Linked DNA regions of Ovis aries: region 2 is linked to region 1. A link is a contact called in public Hi-C data. All regions are on one chromosome and are shown on one strand. The core of a region is the stretch at or near the end of the contact, and the rest is flanking DNA. Distances in the headings are between cores, read along the strand shown. Region 1 holds the start of PTPRC (protein tyrosine phosphatase receptor type C). Region 2 overlaps PTPRC (protein tyrosine phosphatase receptor type C).

Region 1 (3,351 bases), core at 741-3,240:
CCTAAGAGTGAGCTAACAGAACACAGATATTTGCTTAAAGATACAGCTAATCCCCAGATAGATTTCCATTGCAAATGTGTTTTAAGAAACACGTTGAGGTGAGAAGAACTAAAATTCATGACCTCTGACATAGATCAATGCTTTTCTTTAGGCCTAACTCCTAAACAATAGTGTTGACGAGCACGGACGCTTAATTAAAACACACGTTTGTAAAAAGAGAATAGTATCATCGGTATGCCATCAGGTTCTATCTTTCTGAGATTAAGAATTAGAAAAGTACAAAGTATAAAAGATTGGAGAAGGAGATGAGAAACATGAAAAAAAAAAATAGTAAAGCAAATAAGGAAAGTTGAGGTTGGGTTCAAAACGCAGCTTGCTTACGTCCCAGCTATGAGACTTCAGACAATTCACCTAACCTCTCTGAACTTTACAGATAAGATGAATTATGTATCTCTTTATCTCCAAGTTTGTTATACAAATTGCATTATATGATTAAAGGGCTAAGCATTTTCCTGGATGTGGTAAGAGTACAATAGTGTTAGCTACTATAACAACCATCATTTAAAATCATAATAATGAAAAGAATCTCATTAAAATGTTACTTAGTGTTCAGAAATTAAGGGGTGGAATTATTTTCATTTGTACCAAGTTGGGGGGGGGGGCATGTGTGCAAATTGGGTTCTGTAGTTCCTAGCAGCTAAAGTAAGAGAAAAACAGATAAGTATGCAGACATCAAAAGGTTTATACACGTCAACACAGGAATCCTGCCCTAGCACTTCCTAGCCAGATCATTGCAAGGGGTCTGTCTCCAAGTCCCTTCCACCTGATCTGTAGTTCAGAGCACAATGCCTTGCCTATGTGTGCAGTAAGGGTTTTATTAATGCATGCCTGCAGGTTCTGTGATGATGAGACCAGCTCACTCCACTGTATTGCTGACTTCTTAAAAAATGTTCGTTATTTATTGGTTTATTTGACTTTGCCGGGTCCTCGTTGCGGCACATGGGTTCTTTGGTTGCAGAGTGCAGGATGTTTTAATTGCAGCACGTGGGGTCTAGTTCCCTGACCAGGGATTGAACACGGGCCCCCTGCGTTGGGAGTTCGAAGTCTTAGCCGCTGAACCACCAGGGCAGTCCTGTACTGCTGATGTCATAGAGGCTTCCTTCTCGTACGCATTTTCCTAATTAATCGACTTACTGAGAACACCATCAAAATCACAAAGGATGTTGTGTATTTATTTGCAGTCATTTAATCAGAAAGGTCGAGACAGTATGGCTGAGGGGGAATAAAAGTTTAACTTTTGTAAAAAAAATAGCTCTTGATTGAATGTCTCTTCTTTCCCTCATCGGCAACACCAAGAATATCTCAGGTCATAGAGGCACCCCTTTATTGAAGCTTGGTTTACTGCAGGAGAGGTGAGTTTCTGATTCCATTCCCAGCCCTACAAGAATATCTGTGAAAGATTTGGGGCAAGCCTATTAAGCTTTCTGAAAGTGCTTTGCAGAGAAAGTGGCTGGATACTCGAACTGTCGTATTGCTGAGTTCTGAATGCCCTAATGGTACAAGATTCTGGTTGTCGAAAATAACTAGAGAGGTAGTTGCTTTTTCATTCATTTGGTCATTTTAAGACAAATACAGTTGTTTTTTCTTCATTAATTCAATTAGCATATCATCTTGCCAGTCCTCATTTTTGTTATACCTATGCTGACTGTTTTATCATTGTTTAGGTAAGAATGTAATGGATTTTGGGGGGTGGGGCATGTCATTTTCTAGTTATCGTGAATACTGCATGGGAGTATTTGGATATGAAAAATGCATCTTTCTTGAGGGAAAATCTATTGAGAGGCCTAGTAACTCAGTCTAATTACTTGAATTACGGAAGTAAGAGGCCTTGGCAGTGACTTTGAACAACTTTCTTGACTTCCTGCAAAGAGGACCCTTTGCAGCCTTTTTGCAGAAGTTAGTAAAACCGAATCTGACATCACTGCCTCTCAGCAAGTGGTTTGTTCTCAGGGCAGCAGGAGGAAATCGCCCCTGTCTGATAAGACACCAGTTGAAGAGTACGCATTCACTTCTTTCCTTCTTGATTCGGCCTTACAGAGAAACATTGGTTCGGAGATAACCATTATTTTGCCTTTCAGAAGGACGCATGCTGTCTCTCGGGAGTTTGGCTGAGTTCCAGATATGACCATGTATCTGTGGCTTAAACTTCTGGCATTTGGCTTTGCCTTCCTGGACACCGCAGTGTCTGTTGCAGGTAAGCACAAGGAAATTCATATTTCCTTAGTTATTTGTGTGTGTGTGTGTGTGTGTGTGTGTGTGTGTAAGGACACTGGTTTGAAATAGACATATAAGCAAGTGAAGTGTTGGTGACTGGAGATGAGGAAGCCCTCTGTAAAACGGTCAAGGTCATTGTCCCTCAGAGAGACATGGCTCCCTGGGGGACAGAATACATTTTTCTGTTTAAAAAGGCGTACATGTTTGGCCCCAAAATCACCATTCCAAAGACAAACATTGTCTATCTGTATCTTGGTTTACAAACTGTTCAAGGACATTACAACAGCAGTGTTGAAAGTTTGAAGATATCTGAATGACCAAAAAACTAAATTTTGGTCTTTTTAACAAAAACTGCATTTGTAAAAATCATAATATGGCTTTGTTTGCACACAAACCACTCCTTTTTTTTTTTTTTCAGACCGGGGGTTTGCTTCCTCAAATTTTGATTATGGCCAAAATGTTTTATTGAAGACTTAAGTGTATGGTACTTGAAAAAATAAAAACAAATTTGGATATGGCATTAAAGAGTACCTTTTTGCAAAATTTTTACCACAAAATGTATTCTAAATCAAGGTTTTTGTTCCTTACAATCCTTTGAATGATTATTTCCTCTGAATACTCTTGCGGGGCCACCGCCCTTCCTGGGTGCTGGGTAAATCTTACAGCCTTGACGAGATAAAAATACTTTAAATTCTTAAGAGTCATGTAAATGAGGCATTCTATAGGAAAATGTAACTGACTGGAGCTCCTGCATCTATTCAGCTTTAAGATCTTTGCACACTTCTGGCCCACTTAGTGGGCATTTCTTGAACGGTTGCAGTGTGGGTCATGAGTGCATTTCGGTTGATATTTAGTATGACTTCTTACGGTGGAGGATCGAAAAGCTTTTTTAAAAAATTATTATTGAAAGGATATTTGAAATGATATTTTTGCAGATTTCTAAAAAAGTTAAAAAAATGGGAAACATATTTTAAAAAAATCTTGCTTATTGTAATTCGCTTTGAAATGCCTTTTAAAAAAATTTGCACCACTCTCCTTTTCTCTAAAAGGCAGGACAGAAGTTTTCTTTTGAACATG
Region 2 (3,763 bases), core at 1,196-3,695, 49 kb after region 1:
TTGCTCAATGTTGTGTTTCCATGTACGAACTGCATGAAGGCTAAAACCCAATATATTTATTATTTACCTTCCATAAATAGTCCCTGTGTAACACACAAGGCCTGACGATTCACCAGCAACTTTAAGGAACACAAATGGAGTTAACAAGTCAGATTCCCAAAGGTGATAATCATGGTGTTCATGAGAAAAACAGTGGTCGTTATCCATGTAAGTCCCTAAGTGAGGAAGGGCTCAGTGATTACTTAGGGGCTGAGTGCACTCATTAAGTGCTTCACATTGTCTTACCTAACAGACAGAGCCCTAGTAGATATTATAGATTAACTGGAGAACTGATGTTCAGAGAGGATATGCCACTTTTCCAAGGTCAGACAGCTGGAGAGTGGAGATGGAGGGATTCAAGCCATCCTGTGCTGTTCCAAACAGCTATGACCTTAACTGGAACATTCCATGGAAAGAGATAACTAAATAGATAAGTTTACTCATGATATATATGCCCGTGAGTGCCATACATCATTATTATTCTAAACACTGGAAGACCTTGGTGACCTGAGAGGACCAGGAAAGTTGTCATGAGGTTGGATTTTGAATCAAGTCTTGGATGGCCACGACTCAGGGTCATTAAAAGAAGGAAAGATACTCCAGGTCAGGGTAAAAGAAAACTGAAAGGGAAGTGGGGAAGTGTGCTGAAACCCTATTTGGTTGCAATAAATTGCACTTAAACTGAATTTGAAGTTAAATAAGTAATTTCATTTCAGCATACCGATAATGTCATTGGAAAGGCAATTTGGAGATAGATTGGGAAGGGCTTTCAATAATAACAGTAAAGATTCTGGAATCTTCTACTAAGTTATTTTAACAAGAATCAAGCATATGTCAGTACATTGTAAAAGTGGACTCCTCGTGGCTGTATCTAAAATGCATGGGGAAGTGGGGGGTTGGTTCACAGTTTAGGCCCGAGTGTAAAGGTTGGTGAAATCGGACGAGGTCAGAGTCAGACTAGGGGAAAGGCTGGGGAAAGAAGCTCGGAGCCCAGGTATTAGATATTCACGGAGTCTGAGCCAGAGCTCAAGAGTAATGTGAAATGGATGCTCTGAATCCTGCAGTGCCAGGGGTGGCCTTCTGTGGTTGATAAAAAATGCTGGCTCTTTGCTGTCTGGCAGAGGTGGGACTGAGTTTTTGCACTGTTAACTTACTCACCCTCTGTGTTCATTTAATCCAATTTATTCAAACTGTCAGCATCCTTGTTTTCTCATTTATGAAGCAAGAGTTCTAACACCCCCACAGAGTTATTCCAAAGAAAGTAGGTATTCCAAAAACGCTCCTTTTTACTTGAGAGAGAGGAAAATTTCCTGAGACACAAAGGCCCAAGAAACTGACCCAATATGAATCTTCCTGAAAACATTCAATAAAAATGATCTCATGACCTTTTCCAGGATTGATAATTTATGGGTGTTCATATGCTGTTTTAATATTTTGTATATCATTAACTATCTTCAGCTAAGACCTAAGGCAGTTGGAAAGATTGAAGGTGGAAAGAGAAGGGGGCAGCAGAGGATGAGATGGTTGGTTGGCATCATGGACTCAATGGACATGAGCTTGAGCAAGCTCCGGTAGACAGTGAAAGACAGGAAACCCTGGCGTGCTGTAGTCCACGGGGTCTCAAAGAGTTGAACACGACTTAGCAGCTGAACAACAACATCAGGGCAGTTGGTAGAAACACTCGGCATGGAAAATGGTTCCTAACCAGGGCTGAAGCCGGTTGGTGACGTGCCTGAGGGACCAGAACGGACCTATACATTTCTGGGTTCTCAGGCGTGACCTTTCAGGAGGCTTCAAGTGTGATATTAAGGAAGTTGCTGAACATATTTAGCTCAGAACATTTGCTTGCAAAGGGTGTGATGTGTTGCGTCGTAGCGGGAGAGTAACATTCGTAGGTGATGATAAAGAACTCTGCACTTGGTGAAATATTTTCACCTCTGCCCTCTTTGGTCATTTCATAACCTTAAGGTTAAAAGAGTGTGAATTCTATTTACAAATAAGCACATCTGTCTTACTTTTTTCTTCGGAACCTGTTTTCTCTAAGCTGCATTATGTAACTAATGAATCCAATTTCACTGCGGGCCCAAGAGACGGTGACTTTTTACTTTATTGAAGAGGAGCTTGGATTTAACTTTTTTTTTTTTCTCATTAAAATATGATTTGCAAACGCCTTTCCAAACGGAGTGCTTCCAAGGGGTACAAACCACCCTCCTAATTCTCAACCTTCTCCTTGAAACACCTTTTCATTGAAACAAAAACAGAGAGCTCTGAAACTCAGGGCTGCAGCACCAGCTCATTGTCTTATCAGCCGGCTTCGCCATCAACTAGAGAAGTTGTGGTTTAACCCCGGGCTGGGGCCGCTGCCGACGCTGCCATGGCAACGCGCTGCACCATTTGCAAAGGCTTGCGCGCTTAACCGCACGGCTACACCTCTTCCTTTCCTATAAAGACTCAGAATCAGAAAAACAGAAGTACCCTGGAGGAGGAGAAACCACAAGAGCAGAAAAGCCACCAAGGCTGCTCTTCGCTGTGCAAACAGCCTTCTGATGAGAAGAGTGTGTTGAGAACCTCTTCTGTTTGAAAGGGGAGCTTTTCCCATTAGGCCAGGTTCCTTTAATGATTTTGAAAGTCAATCAAGTGTTTCTGTTCGGAGTTTTCAGCAAGGGGAAATGAAGTTAGTAGCGCGTGTTATCAGACTCTGCTTTTATTTCCCTTCCCTTCTGGGCAGCCTGGCCAGACCTAGGGATCTTGTTTGCCAGAGGGGAGACAGGTTGGTTAGGCAGACTCGCTGCAACCTAGCGTCCTTCTCCTGTTTATCTATTACTGTCTAGTGTTTAGTTCACTAGAAGATAGTATTGGGCTGGCCAAAAAGTTCATTTGGGGTTTTCCATAACCTCTTGGCCAACCCACTATAATTTAGATTTCACTCTTGGTTCCTTTTTAAAAAAAGTCTGTGGGTGCTAAGTCATGGACCTTGACCCAGACCTGGATCAGTGCCCAGCCCTGCAGCCAGCTGTCAACCCCTGGCCCCAGGAAGCCCACCCACCACCCTCTCTCTCCCATATCCCACCTCTTTTAGGAGATGTAGGTTTGATCACAGACTTTTTTGCTTGTTTAGTTTTAAAGCATGCACATAATAAGAGTAAACCATTTTCAGGAATGTTTTATTTTCCCTTCCTTGAAGCTTTGTGTACAAATACTGAAGAATAAGGGATTCCCTGGTGGTTCAGTGGTAAAGAATCTGCCTTCAAAGCAGGAGACATGGGCTCGATCTCTGGATCAGGAAGATCCCCTGGAGAAGGAAATGGCAACCCACTCTACTCTTCTTGCCTGGGAAATCCCACAAACAGAGGGGCCTGGTGGGCTACAGTCCACAGGGTCACAGAGAGTCAGGCAGTACTGAGTACACACACACACACTGAAGGATAAGGTGTCAGCTTGGTTCTATTTATTTATTTTTATTTTAAAGATTGGATTTTTTTATGTGGACCATTTTTAAAGCCTTTAATGAATTTTATAATATGGCTTCTGTTTTATGTTTTGGTTGACTGTGAGGCATGTGACAGGCATGTAACTCCCTGACCGGGGATGGAGCCCGCAAGCCCTGGAAGGTGAGGTCGTAACCGCTGGACCACCAGGGATGTCCCTCAGCTTGGCTTTAGTTCTGTTAGCTCACCACAGTTCTGTTCACACCCTTCCTTGCCTTCCATGCGCCCCCGTCACT

Evidence for each region. Hi-C and Micro-C count contacts between places; a contact is called where the count stands out from the background.
Region 2: a Hi-C map of blood shows a contact between it and region 1, with 5 times the contacts expected there. The contact joins the enhancer-like site here to the promoter of PTPRC in region 1. A contact is called at or near these places in 3 of 16 Hi-C or Micro-C datasets (all in blood).

The regions. Positions count from the first base shown.
Region 1 is chr12:76,939,675-76,943,025 of ARS-UI_Ramb_v3.0, forward strand. PTPRC (protein tyrosine phosphatase receptor type C) reads left to right here and starts at 1,991. Exons shown (of 32, transcript XM_060396233.1): 1 at 1,991-2,057; 2 at 2,139-2,254. The coding sequence starts at 2,182.
Region 2 is chr12:76,987,851-76,991,613 of ARS-UI_Ramb_v3.0, forward strand. The region is part of intron 2 of PTPRC (protein tyrosine phosphatase receptor type C); the gene reads left to right. Among named protein-coding and RNA genes, the nearest start is that of PTPRC, 48 kb to the left of the region's middle. Within about 2 kb of position 2,446, at least 10 of the 54 cell types and tissues checked have an H3K27ac peak or open chromatin away from gene starts, as enhancers often do.